Regions from separate parts of the Ovis aries genome. Here region 1 is linked to region 2. The links are chromatin contacts, called in public Hi-C maps. All regions are on one chromosome and are shown on one strand. Each heading gives the region's core, a stretch centred on a gene start, on an enhancer-like site or on the middle of the called end of the contact. The rest is flanking DNA. Distances are from core to core; before and after follow the strand shown. Region 1 overlaps NFIA (nuclear factor I A). Region 2 overlaps LOC105612174 (a long non-coding RNA gene).

Region 1 (5,421 bases), core at 2,025-4,524, 200 kb before region 2:
TCAATCTATTAAAAGAATTTAAGGAAGAGAAAAATACTTAAATCTGTAATCTATCTTAGATAACAACTAGCAGTTCATAGTTCAGAGTCCACTCATCAGTGAGAACTTAAATCTAGACAGGCAGAAATAAAATTTTTAGGATTATTCTTTGAAAACTATTAGGCATGCATATAAAATAGTTTATCTGAAACAAAATATTATGGTATTTAAAAAGGAAGGGGATGGTACTCTTTTGTTTGAGGAAAAATTCAAGATTTGGGCCTGCAGCCAGTACTCGTGAATAATCTAAGGTTTTCAACAATCAATTATGAAAAGCATTAAAACACTGTCACTTTATTTGGATGCTACTTTAAAATAAATAATAACTACTCTTCTGAGAATTTCTAACCCAAATCCAGGTGATTAGAGTGAACCAGATTATCCATCATTTTATTTAGGATTCATAACTGTATAATTAAACTCACATTCATTCAAGGAACACAACAGCTAACCCCATCCCTCCAGCTCCACTGCACACTGGCGTTTAGTGAAGGGCAGCCAGTTTCTCTCACCTATCCTGGCAGACCCAGGCCTCTGGCTGTGAAGAAAACCACAATGTGGGGAGGAAAGCCTACAAAAGAATGAAAACAGAAAGTGTCTAAGGCCTTGGCAGAAGGACACTAAATAAAATAGAGAGTGGTGACTCATTTTGGCAGTGAATCCACCTCAACCCCTTCAAAGCCTTTGGCACGAGTCCTCAGAGGAGACCCCAGCCTTTTGCCAAGCCACAAAACACCACAATTATTATCGCAGCAGTCATCAACAAAACAGATTTTGTAAACTGACTTGTTGGCACATAGATTAAAGAAGCTATAAAAAGGAATAACAGCTGTTTGGGTTGCCCTATGCAGAAAGCTACTATATAGAAAGTAAATTTTATATCTCTATACATACTTGGGTAGAACAAGTATACACATACACCCCATGTACTAATTATACATGTATACTAGGTAAAAAAAAGGGTAAAATGCCAAATAGACCACAACATAAGTTTAAAACACAATCTTGTTAAATTAAAATATTCACTTTGGAAAGACTAATAGAAAAAATTCCTGAAGAAATGATTTTGTACTTCACTAACAGAAAATATGGACTATGTCTTACAATGGCAAAGTTTTTCTTAAACATATTGAAAAATACTGCTTTTCACAGAAGCGAGAATGCTGAATTATCTGTGAATTTACAACACTCTGCTTTATTCTACCTCCCTAAACATTGCCTGAATGGCCTTCTATACTACAAATTTTAGAACTACCTCACGTTTCAGGCAACATGAAAAAATTCTATTTGCTTACGTATTCATGGATATAATATGAGCAAAGTAAAAATAGAATATTTCTAGGGATTTCATATTTACCTTTCTATAACAATATCATTCACTTAAATAAACTGCCAATGAAAAATATATACTAGAAAAGAATAGGAAATTTGACAGGTAATAATAAGTACTACTTATACGTTCCTAATTTGAAGATTATACATGTACTATGATTCATTGTAAGGAGGCATGAACTCCTGATTTTTAATTCAGAAAGAAAGGTTTTACTCAAGTTCCTTGTAATTAATTCACATTAAAATATATAAGAATTAGCAAGAAGTGTTTTTAATTAAACTAGCTTACATTTGTAATATCATATAACATTGCAAATATACTCTTACAGAGTATATATTAATGCCTTAATATATATTAAGGCATCTGCAATGCAATTTTCATATCACATACACATTTGCCCAGCTAACCTCTAAAAGCCTAGGTAGCTCTATGTTGAAACTTTCAGAGCTGAAACATCTTAATGGGCATTGATCTTTTACACTGAAAGATGCAAAGTTCAAATTTCAGCACTGTCAATAACATTTGGTTTCACCTATTGAATGGCTGGGCCTTGGCTGACAATGCCTATCAGGAGTGAAGAGACTGGAAAAGAACTACAAGAGCTACAGTCATTGTTAACTAAACACAAAGGTTTCGTTTTTGTTTTTTACTGATATCAGTTTTAAAAAAATAATAAAAGAACCGAGAAGCCACATTTCTTGGCTACCTCTTACAACAGAGTGTATACCAAGTGTAACCTGGCTACTAAACAGCTCTCCATGACTGAACAAATCCTAAAACTTCTGACTGCCAAGAGCTCAAACTATATAAACTACATTACTATAATATTATCACTAGCCAATGCCACTAGTGATGGACACAAAACAAAACACGCCCTTCATGACAACCAGCTTTTTTGTATAGCGACTTAAGTATTTAATAAAATGTTCTATCAATTAAAAATTCTCTTTAGGAATTCAGGATTTCATCAGAACATAAAACCTAGCCCACAGCTGATATAAAACAGAAGACCTATTTAAGGAATTCCCTGAGTAAACTGACGGCCTGGAGAAGTTAATTCACCAAGCATATTTTTTAAAGTGTCACACAGAGAAGAATTTTAACAAGTTGTAGAAATATACTCACCATTAGGTCATTGTTCCAAATATCGCAAACCCTACAGTTCTACTTTGTTCAGCATTAGTTATTTATGTTTAATAACCAAAACACACAGTAATAACTTCACAGGGTCTCATTAAAATCCTTTGTCCAGGTTTTGTTTTTCAAGTTCCAGCTCTTTTCCCTTATTGTGATTTCCCCAGCTTCCCTGTCTACCTTGGAACCCAAGCACATTACGCAGGCAGCACAATGAACTAACATGCCAGCAGAAGTAGTATGCTCCACCTATCCAAGAATTTTAAAAGCATCCAAGTACACACACACTGTCTCCTGTGTAGCCTGGAGATCCCTGTTGAGCTCATGCCAAGTGTCTGAGAAGTTGGACCCTGCATCCGGTATTTACACTAAGCTAAAATTCTAATCAGCACTAACAGCAGTATGTTTTAATTCACCCTTATGATTTTATTTCAATCTGCTAAGTAGCACAACTGCCAGAAAGCAATTGCTATAAACTTAAGTAAACAAATGCAAAACTAAAATAAATCTTAAACCTGTTGTATATAAAGTTTGTGCCACTTAAGGCAGGCAGTACAAAAAGGCACAGCCCGAAGCCTTGCTTAACGCTCTTGGATCTCGGTTAGAAAGCTCTTTGAAAGCACTGCTTCGTCGAGTCTCCCCCTGCCCCCACTCAACCCCTTTCTAAAGAATTATTTGGTGCATATTAGATCAGGTGGAGAAAATGGCCCTGTTGTTTCACGGTGGCGTTTTCACCTCACGCAGTCCCCTGAACAGTCTTCTGCCAAGCATGGGAAGCAAGGAGTACACGGTGACTACTTGAATCTCTGGATGATACTACAACCACTCGTGCCAAGGAGTTGGTGCCAAGTCTTGCATCTTCGGGGTTTTTTTCCCCTTTCCTTTTTGGGTGGTAGTTGTGTGTTGGGGAGGGGGGTGGTTAAGGGTGGCAGTGGGGGAATCTGACCAACAGATCCTGTGAACTTGGTCACCATTTTGAACCTGTTCGGTGTGCTCAGACCTTGGCAGCCATCTTACAGCTTGGCAACCATTTTGAGAATGTGTTTGGCAAGCGCTCAGAATTCGCTGACACTGTTTAAATAGAAGGCTAGTTAAAAATAGTCCACATTCAACAATACAGTGTGGTATCAGGTAGACTAACCCTCAATAAATCTTGCCAACCAAACATTTTATAACATCTTCACCAAAGGAAATGACACCCCAATTTTCTTAAATACATCACGCTGAAGCAGCTGAAAATGTGATTCTTTAACCCTTTAGCACACAAGTTCTTAAAAATCAATCCTGGAGGGACACCAGTGAGCAGGGAAGTGGAGGGTATGAAGAAGGAAAGAGATGGCCAAAAACACAGCCACAATTTATGTCAAAACATTCACAAGCCGGTTCAATTTCAAGACATAAAATAGAAGGGAGAAGGGCTGTCACCACACCCCGCGAAGTACAATTCTAGAGAATGATTCCAAAATGCAGACTGTGTCCCACGTAATGTTCTATGAGTTCATGGACACTATCTTAAGGACCTTTAATATAATTACCCAAAAGACAAGAACAAATGTTATCTTAAGAACTAGCCTAAAAGAAAGCAAAAAGAGAAAACTTGTACATAATACTATTTTTCCAAAACGAGGAGTTGTACTTTCTGACACTACTGTTATAGTCAACTTCACTCTTTCTCCGTAAGTTTGTGTTTCTGACTCAACCAAAAATAACTTCCGTCCTTAAAAACATTTCTTGATGGCTACAAACCTGAAATAAAAGTGATAATTTTGCATTGCTGTGACTCTGGCATCATTACCAGAATTATGTCATTTTGTAGAAGGTTGAATTAACTACATGGCACTGGATGGCAATTTTACCACCATATGGAAAAGGAAAATAACAATCTAATAATCTGAAATATCTTTTCCTTACTAAAATAAACAATATATTAATATACAATTTAGTATCTTCCTTTCAATGCTGTAAGTATTTAATATTATATTATAGAGGATCATTTATGGTAAAAAAAAAGACCATATTGTTTATGGTTTTATGGGAAAAAAAACTAAATGAACTAAATTGTCTATGAGTCTATAATTATTGTTAAATCATAAATATGATAAAACTTAAAATATTTTGATTCTTGTGATATCAAAAAAAACTTTCAAGTCATTAAATAATATCCCCAATCAAATATCTGTTATTTAAATTTTAAAGTATCTTGAGGGCATGATGGATATCTGGCTTCTATCTTGGTTTCAACTGTGATATAATTCCATACAGCACCTAAAAGGCTAAATCCATGCACTATTTACACTGTTTATAATACTGCAGTGCTTTTTAAACTTTAAGACTAAACTTTAAAATTTCTACTGAAATTCAATTCAGGAACTATTTTACTTCAATAATATCATACAGAGTGAAACAATTAATTAAATGATTATTCAAATTAGAGCATGACATAGGAAAACATTATGCTGAAGCGGATCAGTCTAAAATCCTGATACTATTAGATGTCTCTTTATTGAATGACAGTATCTGCAGTAGATGACGTAAACGGTGCTAGAATAGTTTGGAATGCATTGATAAATTGCTCTATCGATTCCGTTCTGCTTCACTTACCATAATTATAGTACGGTAATGGAAGACATGAATGATATATTTTTACTAGAGAGGAAAGCCCAGAGTTTGCCTGTTTCTTTATGAGATTATACCAAATCCTTTCAATTAATACAGCATGATGGATATATAACACTGAGAATAAGAAGCTTGATTCTAGTGTTCCTGCTTAAATATCACTGTTCAAATATTTGGCCCTTATTTCAAATAAATGTATGTAGTATTTTAAAGACACAGTATTTGCACCTCTGTAGGATGCTGTTTCAACATAATCTTACAGAAACATTTTCATTCCATTTAGAAATTTATCTTTAAAA
Region 2 (5,227 bases), core at 275-2,774:
CTACCTCCTAAAGTTATGAGTTAATAAAAACGCTGCCCTATTTTTTTTTTTTTTTAATACATAAAGACACTAAATTTGAAGTTAGTGTTGCAGCTAAACTCTCCTGGAGCCTAGCGATCGGTTCTCATCTCTTTAATGCCAGCACTATTGTTCTTCAAATTTATTAAAATAACTCTTTCAAGGCCTTTGAGAAAATGTAATAAATGCTAATTGGAAAAAAAAACCAAACTCATTTATTTTACTTTCTCAGATCAAGGAAAAGAACGCCAAGCAAAATAATAAAATTTATGTTGTTTATTTTCAAGCGACTCTATTTTCAGTAGCTCTTTTTCTTCCTTAACTCAGGAGCTTTGTTCGATTCCATGTCTACGTATCCCCAGGTGCTCCCACTAACCCACCCATCTGTTCACGCCCCGAGAGACTGCAGGAGTGGATACCGTCCTAAGGGAACCCTCCCTGTATTTGCTACCTGGCTAAAGCGCTCCGTTTCAGAAGATACCAGAAAATGTCTTCTTCAGAAACTACCAATGAAGGAAATCATTTACCTAATTAATTCAAGAGCCTCAAGAGGAAGGACTTTGGGCCTGGAGATCCTCATACTAGTGAAAATCCCTTTAGTCCTTCCCCCTCTGACCCGTGAGGGACCGCGTCAGCTGTCTGTTCAAGAGCGGCCCTGGCCAGCGGCTGCCCCTCCCGATGTGCCCCCAGATGGCACAGCCGAGGCGCACAGACGCCGCCCGCCCGGACCACTATCCGGTTCACCACTATGCGACCCTGGCCACCCTCTACCCACCTCCTCACCCCCAGCGTGGGCCCCCTCCTCTCCTTTTCTCTTCCTTCTCACCCTCCCCAGTGATTTTTATGGGGGTGGGAAGTAAAGTGGGAACGTTTCCTCCATCGCGATGCCCACTTCCTCAGCCGTCTCCCACCCGGGTGGACTGGAATTAAAATCCGGGAATTCAACTTTGCTGCAAAACCTCTGGTTCTTAAGGAGGGGCCGGAGGGAAGGAAGACCCCGCAGGGAACACGCGGCCCAAAAAGGCTCCCACCCCGCCCCACTGCCATCCCGCCGGGAGGATGAAAGCAAAGTCCCGGGAGGGGCCGCTGGCTCCCCGAGGGGGCAAGGGCTTGGGGCGGAGGAGGCTGGGGCCAGGTGGCGAGTGCCGGGCCCGGGCTTCAGGGTTCCTGGGTACCCAGACCCTCTTCCCAGGCAGCGCGCTCCCGCCCCTGCAGGTGCACCCTCCGCCCCCTTTTAGGCCCCCTCCGTGGAAACCGCCTTCCGGCCCAAGTTCGGTCCCTGGAGGCTTTGAACGTGGCCTTTCAGAAGTTTTTAAAGCTGCCCCGCCTCGCCCAGCATTCACGGGTCACACTCTTCCCCCGATCCCTCCACCCCCGCTACAGCTGCAGCACCGGGGGTGGGGGATGGGGGAAGGGGGAGGGCCGGCGGAGGCTCTGGGGTCGGAGCACCACCTCGGAGCCCCAGGCTCGGCCTAGAGCGCTTGGAGATCCGCTCCCTAGCCCGACCTCGGAGGAAGCGCCGACAGACAGCTCCCGCACCGCACCGGCCGGAGGGGGCAGGGGACGGGAGCGGAGGGGCGAGGCGGGGGAGAGGAAGAGAGACCGGGCTGGGGCAGGGGCGGGGGCGGGGGGCATGACCGCATTACCAGGGTTCCTGTGCAGGGCGCCAGCCAAGGGACTATTTAAAATGGCCTTGAAGGGAGGCCGCTGGTGACCGGTGTCCTCGCCCTCCAAGTTCCCCGAGCGAATCAGGGCGCCACCTGCAGGCGAGTTCCAGATTGCAGAAGGGAGAAGGGGAGAAACTGCCGGTCAAGAAAAAGAGACCCAGGGGAAGAAGCAGGGCCCGGTTTTGTCCAGGGAGCCGTCTCTCTGATCCTGAGTCTGAGTTCTGAGCTCCAGAATTAACGGAACTGTTAGAAGAAGAGGGAGTCCCGAGGGCACTGAGAATGAACTTTTGGGGAGTAGGGGGTTGGGGTAGTAAACACAGGAATCCGGGAATTCGTGGATCAAAGAAATCCCTCCTCCGGGCTAGTCCGAGGGAGTGCAGCTTGTTTCACTAAGAGTGGCCCTGTGACCTTAGACAGGTTACTTGATTTTTCTGAGTCTTGATTTCGTCATCCTTTAAAAAGGGGAATAGTGATACCTGTCTGACAGGATCCTTTCTAGAGTTAAACAGCGTACTATGCGATGCCTTCTAGAGGGAGCTTTCAGCGATTTTTAATAAGGAAAAAAATGTCTTTTACTCTAACAAATCTAACTTATAAGCCCTTGTCTACTGTTTTCTGTTTTTTGAAGATTAGGGCCTTAGAAGAGGGTAGAGCGAGCCAGAGAGAGATGAGTGTCTGATTAGAAGGACCCGTCAGTAGAAGTTGTGATAACTACTTTCTCTAGCTAATCCCCTCCTCTTAGACAAATAATAGCATTCTAATATGGATAACTTACTATTGCTATTTTGGGGCTTCCCAGGCGACACTAGTGGTAAAGAACCTGCCTGCCAGTGCAGGAGACTAGAGAGAGACACAGGTTTGATCCCTGGGTTGGGAAGATCCCCTGGAGGAGGGCATGGCAAACCACACTATTATTGTCTGGAGAATCCCATGGCCAGAGTAGGCTGGTGGGCTTCAATCTATAGGGTCACAAAGAGTCAGACACAACTGAGCACGCACACACACAGTATTATCTCATTTCATTTTTATCACCTTACATTGTTTATGTTATTCTCATTTTGAATATGAGGAAATAAAGAGGATACAAAGAATAGTTGGTATATTTTGTTTCTTCAAGAAATTTTCCTATGTCAACAACTCAGATCTACATTTCAGAATCTACCTTTAACATCAATTTAAGCACCTACTATGTGCATGTGATTCTCATAACACTTCCATGAAGTAGGACCTCAAGTTCATTCTTCATAGAAGAGGAAAGCTTGGTTCAGGTATATGGGGGTTGGGGGTTAGAGAGTAGGAGAATAGGGGGTCACTTAAAATCCTTCAGAGAAGTGGTGGAGCCAGGTCATGAAGAGCCTAGCTCTTCTGATTATACATCCAGGTGCCTCTGTTGCACCATAACTTAATATGGTTCCAACTAGCTTTGGGACACTGCTACAAGTTATTGGGAAAGGTCACTTGGAGAAGTGGCATCTTGGTGGTTTTGCCATGTTGAAGGTGTGGTAGAAGATGGTGTTTATGGCCTTTAGCAATGGTCGAGTATTACATTTCATAAGGAAATATTGATGGTGGAGGAAGGTGGCGTGTGTACCATGGGAGAAGCCAAACAATGAGTTGATCTAGTTACTCATTAACAAATATGAGTAACATATTTAGTGACCAAACCAACCAAATCTCTTTATAGCATACTATCACACTGAAAATTTTTGTATAATGTAGCTATGGCAAAATCCTGGCATCTGACCCATAGTGATGGTCCTTTGTAGATTTGGTTACAAAAATTATTTACAATAAGTAATTTTGAATATTAAATATTTTTGCTGATACCTGCATCCATGGAATAGTAACAGTTCATGATGAAAGGATTGGATTATTTGGCAGGAAAATTATACTCCTTTCAGTACTTTTGTTTTTCCAAATTGTGTAACAATGACTCACTAACTCCCCTTCTTCTTATCTACCTAGGCACCAAATCAAACCATGTTGAAGGTGTGGTAGAATATGGTGCATTCCTACCCAGAATACCTTCTTTTCACTTTTCAGAATAACTAAACATAACAAACATTTATTGCCTGGAGAATCCCCACAGAAAGAGGAGCCTGGTCGGCTAGAGTCCATAGGATCACAAAGAGTCCGCCATGACTGAAGCAACTTTGCACGCATGCAAATATAGCACAACGGAAGTTAAAGAGGCTTTGGGTTGGGGTATTGGATGTAAATGTGTGCATGTCAGATGGCTTTGGATGGTCAGCTTTTGGGGACCAGTTTGGTAATTAGGTAAGAGGGCTTTGTGAAGAAACACCATCTGAAACCAGCACCTACTCATGGAATTTATTTTGTGTGTTCCACCCTGTTCTGAGTGCTGGCAGAAGTATGAAGAAATGCAGGAGCAATTCTCTTGAGATTTACATTCTAAACTTCAACGTAGAAACTTCTTGCTCTCTCCCACTCCCTAGGTCCATGTCTTAGTTCTATCATAATAAAGTGGTGGGGTTAATGTTTGGAGAACACAGACTCCACCTCATACATTAAGCTGACATGTTTCTCTTCTGAAATTACTATCTTCATCCTAGAATTTCAGTTACAAATTTCATCATCTTCAGGTATGGTTAGATAAAAGAATGAATGTTGAATACTTTAGATAAGTGGGAACTATAGCTTATGGCCTCATTTTATAATGAGATTTTATAATAGACAGCATTGTACTTTGGAGACATTTGTTTTATTCTCGGATGTGTAATTGTGCTTCTGTGTCATGGAAACACATATTGGTTGGGGTGTGTTGGGCACGTATCTGGAGATCTTAGCTACTTCTTTTTGGTACCTTTCCCCAACAGCAACAGTGAGCAATCCAGGGCTCTTTTTAGTAATGAAAGGACAGAGTGGGGGTCCAGTCTATATGTCACTTTGAAACTCATTTGTATTCTTCATATTACCTATGGTGAATCACAGCCTGACCTTCCTAAGTTGCAGTCTCAGAGCTTCTGAATGTGGGCTGCAGGCCACAGGTGTGAGGGTTGTTTGAGAAACTTAACTGCTGCTCCTCTTCATGAAGATGAATTTTCAGCTAAAGCCATTGGTGAGGGTCTAATAAACCCATGTTATATGTGATTGGCATCAGATGGACTAATCTGATGGGATAGTTGCTCAGAAAGTTGATTATACTAGAAGCTATGGTAGAAATTAAACATTTTCCAATAATTTAGATGCTATAAAACATAGCGGTATAGCATGGACTCCTTAGTGTCTGGAGGCAACAGAGCTGGCTGGATTTAAGCAAGAAGAGCATAGACATATGGTTATTTAAATAACCTTATAGATGCTTTGAAGAAGCCTAGAGATCATGCATGACAACATTTGAAATAGTTGAAAGAAAGGGTTATATCAATACTAAATGTATTAGGGCCAAGAACATTGTCTCATACAACCGTGTATAATGCTCATAGCATTGAGGCATAATTAATGCCTCACAGAGGTGAACAGAGGCTCCTAATTACAACTTCTAAGAGGCATAAAGGAGATTCAGACTTAGTCTAGACTGG

Evidence for each region. Hi-C and Micro-C count contacts between places; a contact is called where the count stands out from the background.
Region 1: a contact with region 2 is called in a Hi-C map of hypothalamus, with 5 times the contacts expected there. The contact joins two enhancer-like sites. A contact is called at or near these places in 2 of 16 Hi-C or Micro-C datasets (hypothalamus and muscle).

The regions. Positions count from the first base shown.
Region 1 is chr1:36,486,419-36,491,839 of ARS-UI_Ramb_v3.0, reverse strand. The region is part of intron 2 of NFIA (nuclear factor I A); the gene reads right to left. Among named protein-coding and RNA genes, the nearest start is that of NFIA, 170 kb to the right of the region's middle. Within about 2 kb of position 3,274, at least 23 of the 54 cell types and tissues checked have an H3K27ac peak or open chromatin away from gene starts, as enhancers often do. A contact at or near this core is called in hypothalamus and muscle, where this site is marked.
Region 2 is chr1:36,287,953-36,293,179 of ARS-UI_Ramb_v3.0, reverse strand. It overlaps LOC105612174 (a long non-coding RNA gene), which reads left to right. Exons shown (of 6, transcript XR_009599378.1): 6 at 381-963. Among named protein-coding and RNA genes, the nearest start is that of NFIA, 28 kb to the left of the region's middle. Within about 2 kb of position 1,524, at least 36 of the 54 cell types and tissues checked have an H3K27ac peak or open chromatin away from gene starts, as enhancers often do. A contact at or near this core is called in hypothalamus and muscle, where this site is marked.